2 separate regions of the Xenopus tropicalis genome follow, and region 2 is linked to region 1. The links are chromatin contacts, called in public Hi-C maps. All regions are on one chromosome and are shown on one strand. The core of a region is the stretch at or near the end of the contact, and the rest is flanking DNA. Distances in the headings are between cores, read along the strand shown. Region 1 overlaps mettl16 (methyltransferase like 16). Region 2 overlaps pafah1b1 (platelet activating factor acetylhydrolase 1b regulatory subunit 1).

What was found. A called contact is a pair of places that touch in the nucleus more often than the background predicts.
Region 2: a contact with region 1 is called in a Hi-C map of liver, with 3 times the contacts expected there. The contact joins two enhancer-like sites. A contact is called at or near these places in 2 of 5 Hi-C or Micro-C datasets (brain and liver).

Annotation. Positions count from the first base shown.
Region 1 is chr2:47,730,996-47,736,065 of UCB_Xtro_10.0, forward strand. mettl16 (methyltransferase like 16) reads right to left here. Exons shown (of 10, transcript NM_001130217.1): 9 at 1,048-1,215. Among named protein-coding and RNA genes, the nearest start is that of mnt, 34 kb to the left of the region's middle. Within about 2 kb of position 2,421, at least 2 of the 11 cell types and tissues checked have an H3K27ac peak or open chromatin away from gene starts, as enhancers often do. A contact at or near this core is called in liver, where this site is marked.
Region 2 is chr2:47,855,701-47,860,770 of UCB_Xtro_10.0, forward strand. pafah1b1 (platelet activating factor acetylhydrolase 1b regulatory subunit 1) reads left to right here. Exons shown (of 11, transcript NM_205830.1): 6 at 1-37; 7 at 523-625; 8 at 1,324-1,552; 9 at 2,263-2,364; 10 at 3,606-3,762. Among named protein-coding and RNA genes, the nearest start is that of pafah1b1, 41 kb to the left of the region's middle. Within about 2 kb of position 2,976, at least 1 of the 11 cell types and tissues checked has an H3K27ac peak or open chromatin away from gene starts, as enhancers often do. A contact at or near this core is called in liver, where this site is marked.

The DNA of each region.
Region 1 (5,070 bases), core at 1,171-3,670:
TTCATTCCCCCTTAGTTACATCACTGTTGTAAATGATGGCTTTAATGTGTGTAGTAGTGCTATGATCTAAAAACTAGCACAGAGAACAACAATTTCAGCGCAAGATTTTTAAATCAGTAAATTATAAGGACTGGACACAGGTCTGGATTCTTTTAAAGGTGGTATGCACCCATCTGGAGGTGGCTGAAGTTTGTGGCTCAGAAGGCACAATATACATATACTGTACATAGTAATTGTCCTTAATAATCATAAGAAGCACACAGCTAAATAAGGGAAAAACTCAAAGCTCATAACAATAGAGACTGCATATCCCTTAGGTTAATGCCACACAGTGCTGATCCTCAGCCTGCAGATAAATGCACCGCCTAGGCGGTGTTTACATTTCAGCCTGCACCCAGCTGAAGCAATGGCTCAGTGTGGCACAGAACATAGGTACAATTAATATACTTTTAAATGTTTTTTGGGCCAGACAGTGATATAAGCCATAGCTTATAATAGCTTGGCCAATGAGCTCCTTGTAGTTCCAATGAACACTGAAGATGCTGGCCACCTTCTATTCCCAATATCTGAACGGCCATTCTTGATTTTATCCAACAGTGATGGAGCCTATCAGTAAAACAGCTTGTAACTGCTTTAAGTCAGCTGGATTTGGCAAACAAACACCAGATGAGCCCTCAGAAAGATGCTCCTGCAGTGTAATAGCCACTGCTTGTGCTCATACGCTATGTGGTGCCTACTTAGCTGCTAACAGGAGAGCAAATCCTGTGAGAATGTTGAGGTGTGCCTACCTGCCTCTATCTCCTAACACTGGCTCAGATCTTTAACATTTGCACCATGTTTCAGAGATATTTAATGTTTAAATGATTATATCAGACTTAAGTTATGGAAAATCCCATGTTCAGATAATAGATCCTATACCTGTATATTTTTTTATAGGGCAGAATCCTAATGTGCTAATAGTAGCTATTATATAAAAAGCCCAGCATTCCCTATGGTCTAATTATGAAAAGTATCAAGCAATGTTCATGGGATGCGCTCCACCCATACCTTCAAATCTGTAAGTATTTTCTTTATGCAGTCTGTAACCACCGTGATGCTTTCTGGGACCTCAGAGCCACTCGGCAACTTTTCCACTAACAGTTTAATAACTGATTCCAGCACTGTGAACACCATTGGTTTTCGGGGTTTTTCCAGCTTTCTTTTTTTCGGAGGATTCTGATTGAAGAAAAGTAATAAATACGTTAACAGCTAAAAAAAGAAAAAAATTGTGTTGTTGTAAGCTTAAATCCTGTGTCTTTATAAATGTAAGTTAAATTGTAAACATTTTAAATTCTGATTCTTTAAAAAGAAATAATTTCCAGTGTTCTTCATGCTGAATATATGGGCAGATGTTATTAATTATTATTATAAGGAAGCCAAACATTTTTCACAGTGACTATGACATACTGCTGGTTATAACTTTAAAATGGTTCATTGTTTTAGATGCTATCCACATACATTCAAATATCTACTGCCATTCCATCCAACTTCCAGCATCTGCCATACTGCAAATGAAGACTTCCAGCCAGTGCACTATTAATCCCTAAACTGCTCCAAGCTTAACGTACAAGCCACTGATAGTGTAAGTGCATAAGTGCTAACATGAGATTATGGGAGAAGAGGACAAAAGCTTACTGATGGTGATGGCACTCTGATTTGCAGAATAGATGTGTTTTTGCCCCTTTCACTGGAGCACTGACCATTATTATAATGGGAGGTCATTAAAAGGTTCATTACATGTAGGCGAAGTATCAACATCTTTTACTTATATAGCAACAGAAGTTTAAGCATTTGCCTTTAAAGGCTGGGCACTCAAACATGTTGCTCAGTCTCAGTTAGCTGCTTTAGTAAGACAGATATCTATACGGATGTCCAAAATGGTAAATAATTTTCAGGTAAAGATTCAGTAGAGAGAATATTAGAGCACTGTTGCTCTGCAGTAAGGAAGAGGGACCCAGGCTGAAATTTTGCCTAAGGGGCTCTAAGTCTTTTAATAGGACCCAAAAACAAAAGATTGCTGCGGAAAAGTCAAAACACTGAAAATTCTAGTGACCTGAACTGCACATAGACAATTGCAATTGATGTTGTCAAACTAGTGCATGGATGTCCATGTTGTGGGATGGTTATCTGCTATGTCATATATTCTGGGGACCTGATAATGACATACAAAGAAACCTTGAATTTGCTGGGGTCTATGTATGAAAAAACACATGTTCTATACCAGATTTGATCATTAAATTATATGACAAATATAAGTCAATAGTGTCTTGGAGGACCACAGTGATCTTGCAAACCTGCAGTTGTGCAGCCTAGACATGTATGTATGCACAATACTAAAAATGTTACATTAGTATTGATTTTAAGTACAGTTCTACTAATCAACCACTAGGTGGGTTCCTATAACTGCAGGAAACATTCACTGAGCTGTACCACCCTCTCCTACATGTCTGCTTATTCTGCCTATGCTAGAGATGAAAAGCTAAGGTCAATATAGCACCTAATCATAAGGTGCCCTTACACTGGCAGATAATAGCTGATGACTTCCACATTTGTCGGAGGCCAACTGAGCCACGTGTGGACCCAAAACTATGCTCTTGCCATTCAATATGTGATCAGGACAGATAAGGAATGCTGATAAGCTCATTAGTCAGATGAGACAGGAAAGTGGAATTGTGAAGTTAAAGGATAACTTATGAATAAGAAATGACAGTATGTTAATCTTTGATGAAAAGTGACATTTTCTCAAATATGACTCATTCATAATCCCTACCATTTTTAATCGTGGCCACAGTTTATTGCAGTGTCCTGCTTGAAAGTCTTCACTTCTACTCTACCGCCAATCAAAGTCATTTGACTAACAGGGGAGAAAAGGTAAATGCAACTGGCCTGTGTAACATCTGTAGAACATTCTGTAGGATTTATTATCTGTGCCCCTGTCTGAATGTAAATTCTCATTAGAAGCTTGGTTTCACCAAATGCTAAACATTCAAATGCCCTAAAGCCTTTGTACCTAAGAAGCACACAAAATCACCAATATATATATATATATATATATATATATATATATATATATATATATATATATATATATATACCATGATAGAAAGGAGGTGGTGTCTTTGATTTGTAAGGGGCTTAACATAAAAAATCAATAATAACCACCCTATAATGTATTGTCCCTGTGGCATTCTGAGCCATAAGGTACATGAAAGATTCCTAACTCCGAAGTCTAGCTGCCTAAGGAATTAAAAACCAAAATGTGCGAGGTATGGTGTATTCTATAGAGTGGGCCAGTAATCTGATCTGTACAAGCTAGAGATGTAAAGCCAGGGTCAGTATAGCAGCCTAATGATAAGAAACCCATACACAGGCAGATTATGGTTTAAAAATTTAAAAAGAAGAACCCCGAAACACGCTGCCTCATCACATCACATCAATATGTGATGTGGACTTGTACAAGGATAAGGGCACTGCCACACAAGGACAAATGCAGGCCAAAAATTCACCCCTGTGCCCTAAAAATCTTACAAATGTGGCTGCACCTGGGGCCATTGCGTTGGCCCAGGTACAGGCACACTGGTGTAAATGATGTATAACCTCTGTACCACTGCTTTCAGTATGTTTTAGTATATTAAAATATCTTAATCATAATTAAGATTGTACAGCGCTGCGTACCCTTTTGGCACTTTATAAATAAAGTTATACATACATAAAGAATAGTAACTTTTAGACTTGGGGGTTCAAGCATCACTTGGTGTCAGTGTGTTGTATGCAAATACAAATATATATGGGCTTCAGGCAGGCATTCCAGAATATATTCAGATATCTCCCTGCCCCTACTGACTGCTTTGTACCCCTCACTGGGTAGCAAGCCCTGCTTAAAATAGATATTTAGTTTAAATAATCTTACTATTCTATGCTATTTTACTTAAACAAGAAAAAAAGCATGAGAATTTCAATACCTTTACCTGATCCCAACCAAGCTGCATACAAAACCGTCTTCATGACAATAGGAGAGTGCACAGGGGTTAGAGAAGCCAAACTGCAAGTGTGCATTCCTCTTGTCTCAAAGAAAATATGTGTTTGCAGTGTTTAGCCTGTGTTTGTTTGCATACAGAAGAAAAAATTCCCTCCAAACCTGAGAGAAAACATTACATCTGTAGCAGTTTTAAAGGAAAATGAATACTAAGATTATTAACTATAGAAGTAAGTACTGCAATCTGCAGGGAATAACACAAGACACGCACTACTGCTGGCTATGCACAAGTCTCAACCAGAAGACACGTATAATATCAGTCCATGTTTGGGCCCAGGCTACACTGGTGACTTTTCTGCTACGGACATGTGTCCACTGTGACAGACTTGGGCAGGACAGGGCAAGCGATAAGCCAAGGCGGCCAAATGGACACATACAAAATGGTTGGCTGTCTCACGCAATAAGAACTGCACCACTAAGCCCAGTGAGTCAACAGCTTTTCTTTTTATCGCTTGCAGCCCGATATACTGATAATGGAATGCATTAACTGCTAGGCTGCAATTGTACCTTTTTAAGATCCATTTTAACATATAAATGATTCTGAAAATCCCCACTAACAACTTATTCCTTTTACTGAAACCCGCAGGGGTCAATCTCATGGCGTGCAGCATTGTGTCGATATCGGCTACCTTAATAACAGGTGTGCAGTTGTGCAGAAGCTTAACATGGCCAAAATATTTTATATTAACTGCATTTTTTTTTTTTGCCGTGTTTAAATATCAATTTGTATTTTTTAACCAGAAGTAATAATAAGAGCACATTCATTCATTCTGAATGGTACACATAGGCAGTGAAGGAAAAAATAAGGCACTGGCCCTTTACATAGTGAAAAGCTTAAAAGCGAATCAATTCTCCCCAGCCATGCTCGGCTTGATATCACAGTTAGTCATCATTTAAGACCTTTCAGTGGCTGCTTACAATCGTACCTATATAATTCTAGCCTTCGGCATTGTAATTGCCAGGCGAGACTTCTGTATTTAGCCCCCAGCCTCTGG
Region 2 (5,070 bases), core at 1,726-4,225, 130 kb after region 1:
GATTTCCAAGGTTTTGAGTGTATCAGGACCATGCATGGTAGGAACCTCCTGTGTGCGCTTACTGTACCATTCCAGATGTCTAGCAGCCATATGTCAGAACTGTGTTCAAAATAATTGCTAGTATCACTTTCCCATTGTTTGCACATGGAAAACATGGAACACACATGGAACAGTAATACACCATTGTAGAAAAGAGTATATCCTCTTTAAAGTTACAAGGGAATATATGGATTCAGGGAGTCATAACATAACCACAGCTGTGTTTGATGCAGTCAACCATATGGCATCTGCAAATTGACTTCATTTTACCATGTCGTTCTGTACACAAAATTTCAGCATTGGCGTCCAATCCCATGGTTAAACACCTGCGTAGCAGAATGAAATCAATAAACATGTATGTTGTTTTATAGTAGAACATGTAAAGGATGCTGTGAACGACATTGTTTACAAACTTCTGTATGTACCCCTCAACCAGAGCCCAACCATATCATGTTTAATGTATTTATTTATTTTTTTAACCAGGTCATGATCATAATGTTTCCTCAGTAGCCATTATGCCCAATGGAGATCATATAGTGTCTGCCTCAAGGGATAAAACCATTAAGATGTGGGAGGTTCAGACTGGGTAAGTATCAGACATTTCTTAATAGGCAGGGTTTTCAAAGATAAGAAGTTATGGAATGTCTTTTATGTCATTTAAATAGAATTGGGTGGCATTCTTTTGTTCTTTATCTTGTATCAAGACTACTGATTTGTGGGGACAAAATAACACGAAAAGGACCAATTCCCCAATGAGATTTTCTTAGAAACTGGTTTTTTTTTCCCCCCATTGGTACAGACTTTAGTGCCACCTTTTCCTTAGCTGTAACACTATTCATAAATTAGTGTGTCTGTTCCATGCATGTTTAATTTAACATATGAAAATAGTACATGCTGCAGCTTATTTACCAACACTAACAGGTTTGCCACAGTGCAGTAACCCATATGAACCAATCTGCAATTAGCTTTGATTTGTTTACTGCAGGTATAAAAATGGAAGGCAGATTGTAATTTTAGGACGAAGACACACAGAGCTCCATAGTAGCAGCTACTTGTCACAGCTACTAAATGCCAGAAAATACTCTGCCATAGACCATACATACAAGCTTTTTACTCATACCTTCTATGCATTTGCAGTGTGTCTATATGAAAGCAGCTTTTCTTTCTTTTTTGCTTCTTTTTCTCTCTGCAGTTTTAGTTTTTAAGTTTGCATCGCTGTGTAAATCACATAACAAGTACACATTTGTCCATATAGAGCTTGTAAACTTTTTTCTTTTGCCATAGGTATTGTGTAAAGACTTTCACAGGACACAGAGAGTGGGTTCGCATGGTGAGGCCAAACCAGGATGGCACACTAATTGCCAGCTGTTCTAATGACCAAACTGTTCGTGTTTGGGTTGTAGCTACAAAGGAATGCAAAGCAGAACTTAGAGAGCATGAACATGTGGTAGAATGCATTTCTTGGGCACCAGAAAGCTCATATTCTACCATATCAGATGCCACAGGATCTGAGGTATGAAATGGATTTCCAAAACGTAGAGACACGACATAAAGTTCATATTAATAAAAAACGTTTGTGTATACATATGTATGCTTGTGTGAGTGGTATGTATATGTAGGAAAAAGTAGCTGCTTTCGGAAGTCCAGATAACCGGATGTGAACAATTAGCAGAAATAGTAATCATGGAATGTAGAAACACACAGGGCTTTGTTATAGTGAATTAAATTCTTTATTTGTGAACAAGCTTTTTGGTCTGCTAAGAGAGCTTTACAGGTTACACGGTGTGGGGTTGTGTCTAGAGTTTTTTTTTTGTTTTGTTTTGTTTTTTTTGTTTTGTTTTACCCTCCACCAAAAAGTGCATGCCTTGTTGCTAGGCAAACCGCATAAACAAAAAAGCCCTATTACAGCAGTTTAATTTTAAATTAGAAAGGGAATATAACCAAAGATCAGTGTTTAAAGCATTAATACGCTGCTAAAGTACGTAACGGGAATAAAGTGTTGACCTAGAGACCCTTGGTGTGGAAAGGAATGGAAAATGTCAGTAAAAAGTCAGAGTAACCAACAAGCAGGTGTTTGAAAGGTGAAGTGTGAGAAAATTGGAAAATTCCACAGAAATAAATTCACATCTTGACTGATATGTAAATGTACTGTTCTGTTTGTCACGTCCTTCAACAGTTGAAATATTCAAGTCTAAGCTTTGTGTAAACTCTTTTATATTTCAGACTAAAAAAAGTGGTAAACCCGGCCCATTTCTCCTGTCTGGTTCCAGAGATAAAACTATAAAGATGTGGGACATTAGCATTGGCATGTGCCTAATGACACTTGTAAGTTTTACAGAAGCTTTTAAAAGTGTGCACAAGTGTATCTGTTCTCCAATAGATTCTTAAAAACATGCTTGCATGCTGATTTGATTTGTTTTAAGTCTTAAAATTGCATTACATCACATTACCACAGAAACACTGACATTTCTCGCTAGGGTTCATTCCCACTGCAATTTTTTTCCAAAACTGAAAATCTTTTATAAAATAACCTCCATTAATTATAATTACAATTTAGGGTTACCAAGCCTTATGTTTGTTTAAATGAGTGTATTCTCTTACTAAAGAATCTAGTTAAAGCATTCTGCACTTTGCCCTTTCAAGGGCAAACATTAAAACAAGCCCATTGATCAGTTCCAACTGTGAGAACAGATCTCTTTAAAATGGAATTATCAAAACATTTTATATAGGTAGAACACTATAATACAATTTAAACCGAGGAAACATAATTTTAATCAATGAAATGTGTCTTAATTAGAGTATGTCTTTTGACTGTCTCCTTTAACAGTGCTTTTGTAAATTGTGCAATGCTGGTATTTTCAGATACAGCTACAATTTATAACCGCAGAGCCTAGTGTATGACACTGCTTCTGACAGAGGTGTACCATTCCCCTGGGGCAAGCTAAGAGATGTTCATTAGAGCATGTGCCAGTTTTGTTTTCCTGTTGCAGTTGTACTGTGTGTTCTATAGAGCTTAAGTGCATAGCAACACTGCAAGTTGTTGGCACTGTTATACCGTTTGCATTCATCCCTGTGGGTGTGGGGCCAAACACCAAAAGCAGAATTAGATCTCTAAGCCATCATTTTTATTGTGGCCATTGAGTTCTTATGGGGCACACATCAAGTAACAGAAGCCTTCTTTAACCATATAATTTAAAATAAAAAAATAACCCAATATGGAGTGTCCATTTAGAACAGGGGAATATTCTAAGCTGAAAATAGGCTTTCAGTCTCTGCCCAGTTGAACATCATGTTCATTTGGAAAGATGTATACACAAGCAATGCCATGCTTATTACATGGCTTTTGTGACTTTTCAAAAACCCCCAATGGAGTGGAGTAGAAATATCTTACAAATGGAAGATTATTTGTTAAACACAGTGATAGGTGATCTTTTCTAATCTGCAGCATTTATTTTATATCTTAGCACTGCTCCCTCAGTTATTCTGTTATTTATTCTACTCTGTTATGTTATTTAGTTTATACTGTCACTCGGTCACACTGTTACTTATTTTCACCCCCTCACTAGGTTGGCCATGACAATTGGGTGCGTGGAGTTCAATTCCATCCAGGAGGAAAGTTTATTCTTAGTTGTGCTGATGATAAAACTATACGCATTTGGGACTACAAGAACAAACGCTGCATGAAAACCCTTAATGCGCATGAACATTTTGTTACCTCTTTGGGTAAGATTTACTGATCTACTGTTTTTTGTATACTCTAAGGGGTATATTTATCATGCAGTGTTAAAAGTGAAGTAAAACATTAACGGTGATGTTGCTCATAGCAGCCAATCGAATGCTTTGCTTTGGTTTTCTAACTGTTGAAATCTAATTGCAGATTGGTTGCCCTGGACAAAATCACCGGTAAATGCTTCACTCCACTTTTTACACAGCATGATAAATATACCCCTAGTTAAAGTTAACATTCGCCAAGTGCTGTAAGTTTGTGCCTTCTGCCACATAGCAATGCAGGAACTGATTTTAGTCTATCTTTTGAGTTTGTTGCTTTGCTGCACGATAGCACAAATATTCACCACACAGCAAAGAAAAAGAAATACACCTGAAATTGTGATTTCAGCTAAGCATTTGACTATACTGAATTGTAATCTTTGAATTACATAATTATGTTGCTGTTCTGTGGACAGAATTTGATAAATAACTCCCCCTGCTGGGCGGAGAACCAGCAACAGTAAATATTTTTGATACATGTTCTACTGAAAGATGCAGTTGCTGTCATTGGCATGCTGCTGCCTTTTAGATTACACCAAGGCACAAACATTTAGTAGTTATTTATGGTTTTAGGTTGTTGAAATAAATACATTTTAGCTGTTTCACAAATACCATACCACTGTTCCATACCTGTCAGGTTCCTGGTTCATATATATGATATGCTGGAGCAATGATGTATACAATTTCCTTCTGCCTGTTAAAGGCTTTTCCCAGTCAAAAAGCTTAAAGGAGAAGGAAAGGCTAAGTCACTTGGGGGTGCCAAAATGTTAGGCACCCCCAAGTGACTTTAATCGCCTACCTTTTAGCCTGGGGTACCTGTAGCAAGCGATTCCTGCTTCCTTTTCTGGCAAATGTCACTGGTCAGCGCATGCGCAGTGAGAAGCCGACTTCTCTGTTAATGTTCGGCTTTTCACTCTACTGCGCATGCGCGCGCGAGCGAGTCAGGAAGGAGGAAGCGCATCGCTCTAGGTACCCCGGGCTGGTGCTATTCTCTCCGTACAGGGGCACCAGCCCGGGGTACAAGGTAAGCGATTAAAGTCACTGGGAGGTGCCTAACATTTTGGCACCCCCAAGTGACTTAGCCTTTCCTTCTCCTTTAAAGGGAAACTATCATGATTTTTATTTTCTATGAACATTTTGTTCATTAAATATAATTTGTTAAATTTAATCTATTAAACCTTTAAGTTAACTTTTAGTATGTTATAGAATGGTCTATTCTGAGCAGCTTTTCATTTGGTCTCATTAATTATTTATAGTTTTTTT